Linked DNA regions of Mus musculus: regions 1 and 3 are each linked to region 2. The links are chromatin contacts, called in public Hi-C and HiChIP or PLAC-seq maps. All regions are on one chromosome and are shown on one strand. Each heading gives the region's core, a stretch centred on a gene start, on an enhancer-like site or on the middle of the called end of the contact. The rest is flanking DNA. Distances are from core to core; before and after follow the strand shown. Region 1 overlaps Pepd (peptidase D). Region 2 holds the start of Pepd (peptidase D). Region 3 overlaps Chst8 (carbohydrate sulfotransferase 8).

Region 1 (2,700 bases), core at 64-2,563, 89 kb after region 2:
AGGCTGTCTCAAAAAAACCAGACAAGACAAGACAAAAAGAGTCTATAGGCAAGACTTAGGTCAGTCATATCCTGGCCAGTGCCTGAGAGCCCAGGATCCTGGACTTTGCAACCTTTGCCATGCAACCATGCATTTAATTGGGGGATTTAGAGGCTGTGACTGGAAATCCTTCCAGATTCAGGTTGTTTGCTGAATCTCAGTTTTCTGTCCCAGAGGATTTGACCATGCGATACTCTGTACAATTGAGGTGATTTGCCTAGGCCGGTTGAATCCGTCTTGGTAGCAAGCTGGAGTCCACAGAGTGGCCTGGTCCTCCTGGGTGGAAAAGCTTCCTATCGCTCCTGGGCCAAGCAGATGGATAGCTGGGATTTGCCCAGTGACAGCATCAGAGGCCCCTTGGCTGTTTTAAAGCTGCAGGTTAGCCTGGTGCCCTGCCTCAGGCTCTTTGTGGGTGGGAGGTTGTGTTGGCTTACATGGGTGCCCCTCCCCAGCCCCCGACAGACAGAATGCACTGTGCCCAGGATGGAGGGGCCAGAGGAAGCCAATGAGGTTGTTTCTATCTTCCTGCTCATTGTGCGGATGGAGAGCGTGGATACCACTTCTCTGCGCAGAAGGTTTTTGAGAGACCCAATTTTAGAGAAAGGCTTTTGGAGCAGAACTGAGCAGATAGATGTTCATATGGTGAGTTCCCTGAATCACACACCAGAACCTTGCCTATAGTTTGTTTCTGTACTTTTTAACACAGTGTTTAGGAGATTGGGTGCGCTGTATTCTAAGAGCACACGCTGCCCTGGTAAGGTTTCTTCTTGGCCTCTGCCTTCAACAGGCTTCTGTGACTCCCTGGCTGGTGGCCACTTCAAATGTACCCACCAGAAAGCCGAACGAAGAGCAGTGCCATCCCTAGAGACAGGGTGCCTGTCTTTGGGCAGAACTGCTACCAAGTATGATAAGAGGCTAGGAGAGTCTTTGAAGATGCTGTCCCTCTTGGGAAAGTTCCCTGCCCAGGAGACAAAACATGGTCAAAATAGAAACCATGAAAGAGGCATTGAGGATATGCATTCTGAAGAGTCCCCTCTGGAGAAAGTCCCTGTGTGACTCCTGTGATGATTGATGAGCTGGGACCCCAGTCCTAGCCTCCAGGGGCCTTCAGCATCCCCAGGTTTCTTGATTTCGAGTCAGGCCAGATGTAGGCCTGAGTTGCATAATTTTTAATTTGTCCGTAAAGGTAGTCTAGAAAGCAGATGGTCCTCATATCAGCCTACAGGTATAGGCTGATGGTGTGCATGAGCGACCCCTTGTGGCAGCCTCGAAAAGTCATCCTGGTTCAGGGTCACACTTGAGAAGTGTGTGAGTTGTCGCTTTGGAAAGGCACTCACTGCTGGCCAGTGTCCATCATTCTCAGAAAGTGTTCAGCAGTGAAAATAGCTTTGCTCTGATAGGAAGGTAGAACCTCTGCCTGCCTTTCAGCACAGAACACTGCAAACTAGATTTCGGGAAAAGCTTACCCACCCAGGGTCTCTCTGGGTCCCAGATGAACAGACAGATGTGCCGAGGATCACAGTGGGCGGACATGTCCTTCCTTCTTTACAGACCTGGGCGCTCTACAGGAACCCGTGTAACCCACCTGCCCAGTCCTTCACTGACAGCTGGGTACTTGCTAACGTCTTCAGCTTCCACTATTTCATGAGGGAGTCTAACTGATTGTTGTTTTGGAGTGGATTCCTACAGTGAAATTTCTGGGACTATTTCAAAGCACAAAGAACCAACTGCCTTTTAGGAAAGCTGCCCAACTCACAGTGGCAGCTGGTGGCAGTGTTTGGTGGGCAGCTGCTGGGCACTTCCTGGGATTTTTAGCTAATCCAGTGAGGGGTGAGCAGCCCCTACTCTGCCTAGTAAGACACAAAATCAGGAGGAGCCAAGTGAGCCTTCTGCAGAGGACACCGTGCGTGCCCACCACGGTGCTGGCCATTCTAGGTGTGGCCATGTGCCCACGGGACCTCAGGACTTAGGATGCTCTCTCTGCTGATTCTTCTCCCCCCGACTAATGAGAGGTGTCTCCTGCCATCTTAGTGGATGTTCCCTGAACTGCTGAGGAAGTTCATCTTCGCCCCGTAGCGGTTTTCTCCCCATCTTGTCTGCTCTTTGCCCTGTTTGCTTAGGGGACTGTGGAGTAGACATACTGATCTGTAAGAACACTCTGTAGCAGGGTGGGTGCCTCATGTTTTGCCTATATTTTGAAAATATGTTTCACAGTGTGATGTCGAGAAATTTTACGTGTCAGCTTTTAGACAGATTCTCTCCTGTGTAATTCACACCTCTGCTTAATCACATTTGCACTGTTACTGTTTGCACTACCGAAATACAACATGTGTGTGTGTTTTCCAGTCCTGACAGTTTTATTTAAAGATTTAAATTTATTTGTTATTTATATATGAAACTGTATTCAAATACAACCTCACACACTATAGCACATGGATTCACTTTTGTTGTTTAAGACAAGGTCTTGCTGTATAGCCTAGGCTGGTCTTTTTTTAATTTTAAGTTCGTAGATGTATTTATTTGATGTGTCCTAGTGTTTTGGAGTATTTTGCTTGTGTGTGTGTATGTGTACCTCATGTGTACCTGGTACTCGTGGAGGTTAGAGGAGAGGTTTAGCACTCTGGAACTAGAGTTGTGGATGGTTATAAGCTGCCATGTAGG
Region 2 (2,700 bases), core at 188-2,687:
GAGGCCCACTGTGCAGATGGGCCTGGGTGGGCAGGAGCCGTGGGTAGTGCTTCCCGGTTAACACTACAGAAAGAGTGCTCCGTTCAATGGCTGGGTGTTCTCTGCCTCTCTTCTGTAAATATTTAGGATAATTACTTCTTTTACACATTAATAAGCATTAAGCTGGCAGTTGGTTTAATTTTGACATATTTTATGTCAAAAGAAGTGGGGCTGTGATTAGCTGGGGGCAGGCTTTCCTACTACAAACCTGCTCCTCCTCTGCTATTTTTAAAAAGGCGTCCCTTATTAGGGAGTCGAGACTCTTTAGCTGAAGATGGAGCTAATGCACTCTGTGTGTGTGTGTGTGTCCAAGTTCTCAAGAGTCTGTGTGAGGTCAGGCATGTTGCTTACCCTTCTGGACCTTAGTCTCCTCCTCTGTAAGATGGTGCTAAGACAGCACCTGCCTTCCTCATGGGGCTTTTGTGAGACCACTGTGAGCAGTGGTGCTAACATCTGCAAAGCACTTGAACCAGTGTCTTTAAGTGCTGAGAGTAAGGAGGGCAGTGCCTGCCTTCTGATGCTCATTTCTCTGTAGGACTCTCCTCTATCACCAGGGCTCAGCTCTGCTATTCCCCACCTCATCCTCCCCTCCCCTGCTCTGCCCCTGCCCCTGCTTCTCTTTCTTCAGCTCCTCCATCTTGCACTTGAGGAGGTTTGGACTAGAGCCTATTAGATTTAACTCTCCAACTTATATACAAGACCCTGAAGGCCTTGCTTATCTCTCAGCCAGAGACTTTCTCCCCAGACTCCCTTTCCTGAATGCTGGAGGCTTCTATTACTCCAGTTGTCCCAGCTCTCCATCATCTTTGGCCCTCCTCCCCATGGTTTCTTTTTTCTTTTTTCTTTACCATATGAATAAATATTTATTTATTTATTTTTTAAAATTAAAAAATTTTTATTAGATATTTTCTTCATTTACATTTCAAATGCTATCCCAAGAGTCCTCTATGCGCCCCCCCCCCCCGCTCCCCTACCAACCCACTCCCACTTCTTGGCCCTGGCGTTCTCCTGTACTGGGGCATATAAAGTTTGCAAGACCAAGGGGCCTCTATTCCCAATGATACAGAAGTGGATCCCCATGGTTTCTTTATTCTTGTATGTTCTTCTCGCGGGTGGGCGGCAACATACACACAAGGTCAGGGGCTAACCTAGAATCAATTGATCTCCTGTCTCAGGACACTTCTTCCCAAGAGGGAAAGCCTTCTGGGTTGCTGCTCAAGTTCCTTCTAGTTTCTTGTGGGAATCTGAGATGCTTAATCAGCTGCAGGACTCCTCCACTTAAGGGTGTGAAGTCCGGAGCTGGAGTGGGAGGGACTGAAGCCACCACGCCCATTAAAAATCCCGCCCTGGCCCCGCCCCGTCCTCCTCAGAGGAACCCTAGCTGGTTCAGCTGACGCTGCACTCCACGTGACGCTAGCGCCGAGTGAACATGGCGTCCACTGTGCGGTGAGTGCTGAGCTTGTCCCTTGCCCTGCCTGCGGCCCGCGTAGAGGTGGCCTGCCTCGGTATTCCTAGCTGAACAGTGGGTGACAGCCTCCGAGCTCTGACTGGAGTTGCTCTGTGGCCGCGGGCTGCGGGCTGCGCGCTTCTTCTCTGGGGCACCGGAACCGAGAGCCGGGCTGGGCGAGTGGTACCTGCAGAGCCCCTGCATGCTTGCGGCTGCCCACTGGCCCTCGTGGGGCGGGGGAGGGTGGCTTCCCTGGAGTCCCGAGTGTGGCAGCCTCACCGTAAGTGGCCGAAGTGGGAGCTTCACAAATCTGTTCACTGCCACGCCCCTCCGATGAGGTGGCCAGCCTGGTCTGGGCGCCAGGTTCCCAGGCGCTTCCTCAAAAGTGAGGGAAAGTGTGAGTAGTATTTGGAGTGGCCGTGGAATATCCGTTAATCAGGCCAGCACTTTCCTGATTCTTTCCTGGCCCAAACGTCAGCTCCTCTGAGACACCTTCCCTTAATTATCTGATCAATTCTATACTGCCTGACTTTCTGTATGTCAGTTGTCTCCTCACTAGCTCCGATGCAGGCTCCATGCAGGCCTCAGTAGCCCAGTGTATTGCTCCGCTTAGACTTGCCATAATTCTGTATGATTAAAGGGTCAGTGGTTCGGCTGGGAGGAAGTTTGGACAGATGGGCTCTATTCAGTGTCACGGAAGGACAGCTGATCAAAGGTTAAGAGATAAAGACTGAGAGAGTAGGGTACATCCCTGAACTAGTAGGTTTGGTGCTAGTGACTTCTCCAGACTTTGTCCTGGGGGAGCAAGAAGGATTGTCATCTGGAATCTGCTTTTTAAGAATTTTAGACAGGGTCTCACTATGTAGCGCATGCTGGCCTTGGGACTCAGATTCTTCCTGCTTTGCCCTTCAGAGTGCTGACAATCCAGGCACGATGGCACTACACCCTGCTTGAGATCTGTTATGTTTTGCTTTGCTTTGTTTGAAGACAGGGTTCCTCTGTGTAGCCCTGGCTGTCCTGGAAGTCACTCTGTAGATCAGGCTGGCCTCGAATTTGGAGATCCACCTGCCTCTGCCTCCCAAGTGCTGGGATTAAAGGGGTGTGTCACTACTACTTGGCTTTTTTTTTTTTTTTTAGGTATTTTCCTCATTTACCACTTGGCTTCTTAAAGAGTTCCCCCCCCCCAACCCCCACCCCCGATAGCATGAGCTGTG
Region 3 (2,700 bases), core at 96-2,595, 110 kb before region 2:
TGGAAGGTGTGTCTGCCTACAAAGCCGGCCCCTGCATACAGGTGAGGGTATGACTCAAGGCCCAGGGCAACTCTCTCTACAGATCCCACTAGGAGCCCCAGTAGCAGAAATTCCCAGTAGCCCCTAGGAAACCTGGACCTAAAGATATAAACAGAACGCATGTTCCCAACCCTTGGATGGGCAGGGAACTCCATAGGTAACAGCAAGATCTTCTCCCTCCACCCCCACCCCCCCCACTCCCCATCTCCCAGGAGAAAGGCAGAGGTGGCTTCTCAGGCAAAGCCATGTAGGCAGGGCTCCGGAGGACCACAATGAAGATGCAGTCACACCCCCAGCATTTATTTGAAACAGAACATTAATTCTGACTGTCATTAGAGTCCATTTCAATTTTGTAATAACATAAAAAGTTAAGAGTCTAATTTATTCATACAAATCTTGTTAGCATCCAATTTCCACATAATGTAACATATCTCTTAAAAAGCTGACAAAGCAGGAGAAATTAAAAACAGTTAAAAAAAAAAAAAGATAGTCAAGGGTTCTCACTGTCTTGGAGGCAAAGGTGAGGAGGGGGACAGAGATCAGAGTGGTTTGGAGAAAGAGCTAGATGCTTGGAGACCAGAGACGGGCAGGCTAATTCCTGACTCTTACATACCCCTCCACGTGGCCTCCCACGATATGCCAGGGGCAAGTCTGCACCAATACGCGCCACAGACAGGCCCCCTCCCCCAGTACTCCCTTCAGCAAACACATCCTAGGAAGCCTGTAACTCCCCTTAATTAGACGGCTGCAGTGTTTGCATTCGATAGCGTCGCCCTGTAATCTTGCCCATACACAGGTTTTAACTGTACATTAATCTTTCTTACACGCCACCCCCATGCTAGATCCTGTACTGGCAGCAGTTTGGGGCGGGGGGGGGGGTGTCACTTCGTTTATTCTTCAACCAAAATAGCTGCAGATGAGTGTAACTGCACGCCACCCCTCCCCCACCTCGTCCTTCCAGGTTTACCTGCTGGCTGTGGGGCTTGGAGAGAGACTCCTGTCACCTGCAAGCCACCTTCCAGCAGTGTGTTTGGTGCTTTCACAGCTGACATCAATTTTAGCAGAAAAAGGTCAGCAGCAACAAGCAATCTTCCCATCACCAGCCATGTGCTTTTGGGGTGCCTCCTCCAAACTCCCACAGGATGGGTGGGTCTGGAAGAGCTTGCCTGGGGGGGGGGTGGAGAGCACCCCGGGTGAACCTAAGAAATCTAGCAGCACTGAGGTTCCAAGGTCACTTGGAGAGCCAGGAAGGAGAAGTATAAATTACAAAGCGCTGGATGGCTGCCAGGGCCCCAGGAAGCTACATTTAGCCTGCCATTCTCCCCGCAGCAAGACGAAGCCTTAACTCTCTTCCCGGGAATTTGAATGAAATTTGTTACAGGGACATTGTGATTGAAATATCACCAATTGGCTTTACATGACAACTCTGCAATTGATGGTGAAGGCAATGGGGAGGGGTGTGTGTGTGTGTGTGTGTGTGTGTGTGTGTCTAGAAAAGGCCGGTTGCTGTAGTGTTCTCAGGCTGGCCAACGTGGAGATAAGGGTGGCCCATACAATATTTATGAAATCCAGATGAAGTCCTATGCCTTCAGTAAGCTGATATCATAACACAGATTTCAAAAAGACTCCTTGACATTTGCCCAAGATCAGATTTCCCCTGCCAGAAGCCCAGGGGGCTTTCTGCTGATGGAGGTCTATAAGCTCCCCCACCCTCCTCCTGCAATCTGCTCCTTTTAAGCCCAGGCAATTAGCACTGGGGTGGGGCCAGACGATCCAGAAAGGGGAGAAAGCAGAGTAAGTGTGCAACCGGCTCAGTGGGAAGTATTGGGAGGGGTTTTCATTGGTAAAAGATAGGTTTGCTTTTGCTGGTCAGTTGTTTGTTTGTTTGTTTGTTTGTTTGTTTGTTTTTAAGATAAGGTCTCTCAACATATCCTTAACTTGCCTGGAACTTGCTATATAAACCCGGCTGGCCAAAAACTCACAAAGATCCACCTGCCTCTGTCTCTGGAGTCTGGGATCAAAGGAGAGGAGTTTTATTGTTAAACACTTTCTGGTGTTCAGAGCAAACCAGAGGAGGGCCTTAGTGGGTGTGGCTCAGACAGTCAGAGAGAGAGAGAGAGAGAGAGAGAGAGAGAGAGAGAGAATCCATCCCAGGGATGAAAGCAAAAATGTATAACCCTGAGGCCAAAGACTTCATTCCCGCGTAGCCTCTGAGCTCTCCTCTCTCTCTTCCTCACTCTTTCTCTCTCTCCCTCCCCCTCCCTCCCTCCTTCCTTCCTTCCTTCCTTCCTTCCTTCCTTCCTTCCCCCCTTCCTTCATCCCCCTCCTCTCCTAACCCCTCTCCCTCCCCGTCCTGTTTTTTCTCTTCCAGGCTGGCATCAGACTAGCAATCCTCCTGCCTCAGCATCTCAAATGCTAGGATTGCAGGCTTGTTCCAACATACCTGATAACCTCTGATTTCTTTCAGGGAACCTTTGGAGCCATGGAGCTGTCTAAGAGGGACACCTTTCAGCCCTCCCCGGGAGACTGTCCTGAGCTCCCACAACCCTGCCTGAGCGGCTGTGTGGCTAGGAGTGGTTGTGCCCAGGAGACCATTTCCAAAGCAATCCTTCAGAACACTGGAGGCCCCTCCCCCCAGAGTTTGTCATGTGTCTGGAAGTG

What was found. Hi-C and Micro-C count contacts between places; a contact is called where the count stands out from the background. HiChIP or PLAC-seq counts read pairs in DNA pulled down with a chosen protein or histone mark.
Region 1: a contact with region 2 is called in a Hi-C map of muscle stem cells, with 3 times the contacts expected there. The contact joins the enhancer-like site here to the promoter of Pepd in region 2. A contact is called at or near these places in 5 of 39 promoter capture datasets (the 3T3-L1 cell line, hematopoietic stem and progenitor cells, hippocampal neurons and 1 more), 15 of 484 Hi-C or Micro-C datasets (the C2C12 cell line, the G1E-ER4 cell line, embryonic stem cells and 6 more) and 2 of 9 other capture datasets (liver and pancreatic islet).
Region 3: a contact with region 2 is called in an H3K27ac HiChIP or PLAC-seq map of embryonic stem cells, with 6 read pairs. The contact joins the enhancer-like site here to the promoter of Pepd in region 2. A contact is called at or near these places in 6 of 39 promoter capture datasets (3T3-L1-derived adipocytes, cranial neural crest, embryonic stem cells and 3 more), 1 of 484 Hi-C or Micro-C datasets (cerebral cortex), 4 of 115 datasets of contacts at active chromatin or transcription factors (craniofacial prominence, embryonic basal ganglia, embryonic stem cells and 1 more) and 1 of 9 other capture datasets (adipose tissue).

What each region holds. Positions count from the first base shown.
Region 1 is chr7:34,999,723-35,002,422 of GRCm38.p6, forward strand. All of the region lies in intron 9 of Pepd (peptidase D), which reads left to right. Among named protein-coding and RNA genes, the nearest start is that of Gm35534, 11 kb to the left of the region's middle. Within about 2 kb of position 1,314, at least 1 of the 459 cell types and tissues checked has an H3K27ac peak or open chromatin away from gene starts, as enhancers often do. A contact at or near this core is called in muscle stem cells, where this site is marked.
Region 2 is chr7:34,910,970-34,913,669 of GRCm38.p6, forward strand. Pepd (peptidase D) reads left to right here and starts at 1,438. Exons shown (of 15, transcript NM_008820.2): 1 at 1,438-1,485. The coding sequence starts at 1,469.
Region 3 is chr7:34,797,511-34,800,210 of GRCm38.p6, forward strand. All of the region lies in intron 1 of Chst8 (carbohydrate sulfotransferase 8), which reads right to left. Among named protein-coding and RNA genes, the nearest start is that of Gm38987, 14 kb to the right of the region's middle. Within about 2 kb of position 1,346, at least 23 of the 459 cell types and tissues checked have an H3K27ac peak or open chromatin away from gene starts, as enhancers often do. A contact at or near this core is called in craniofacial prominence and embryonic stem cells, where this site is marked.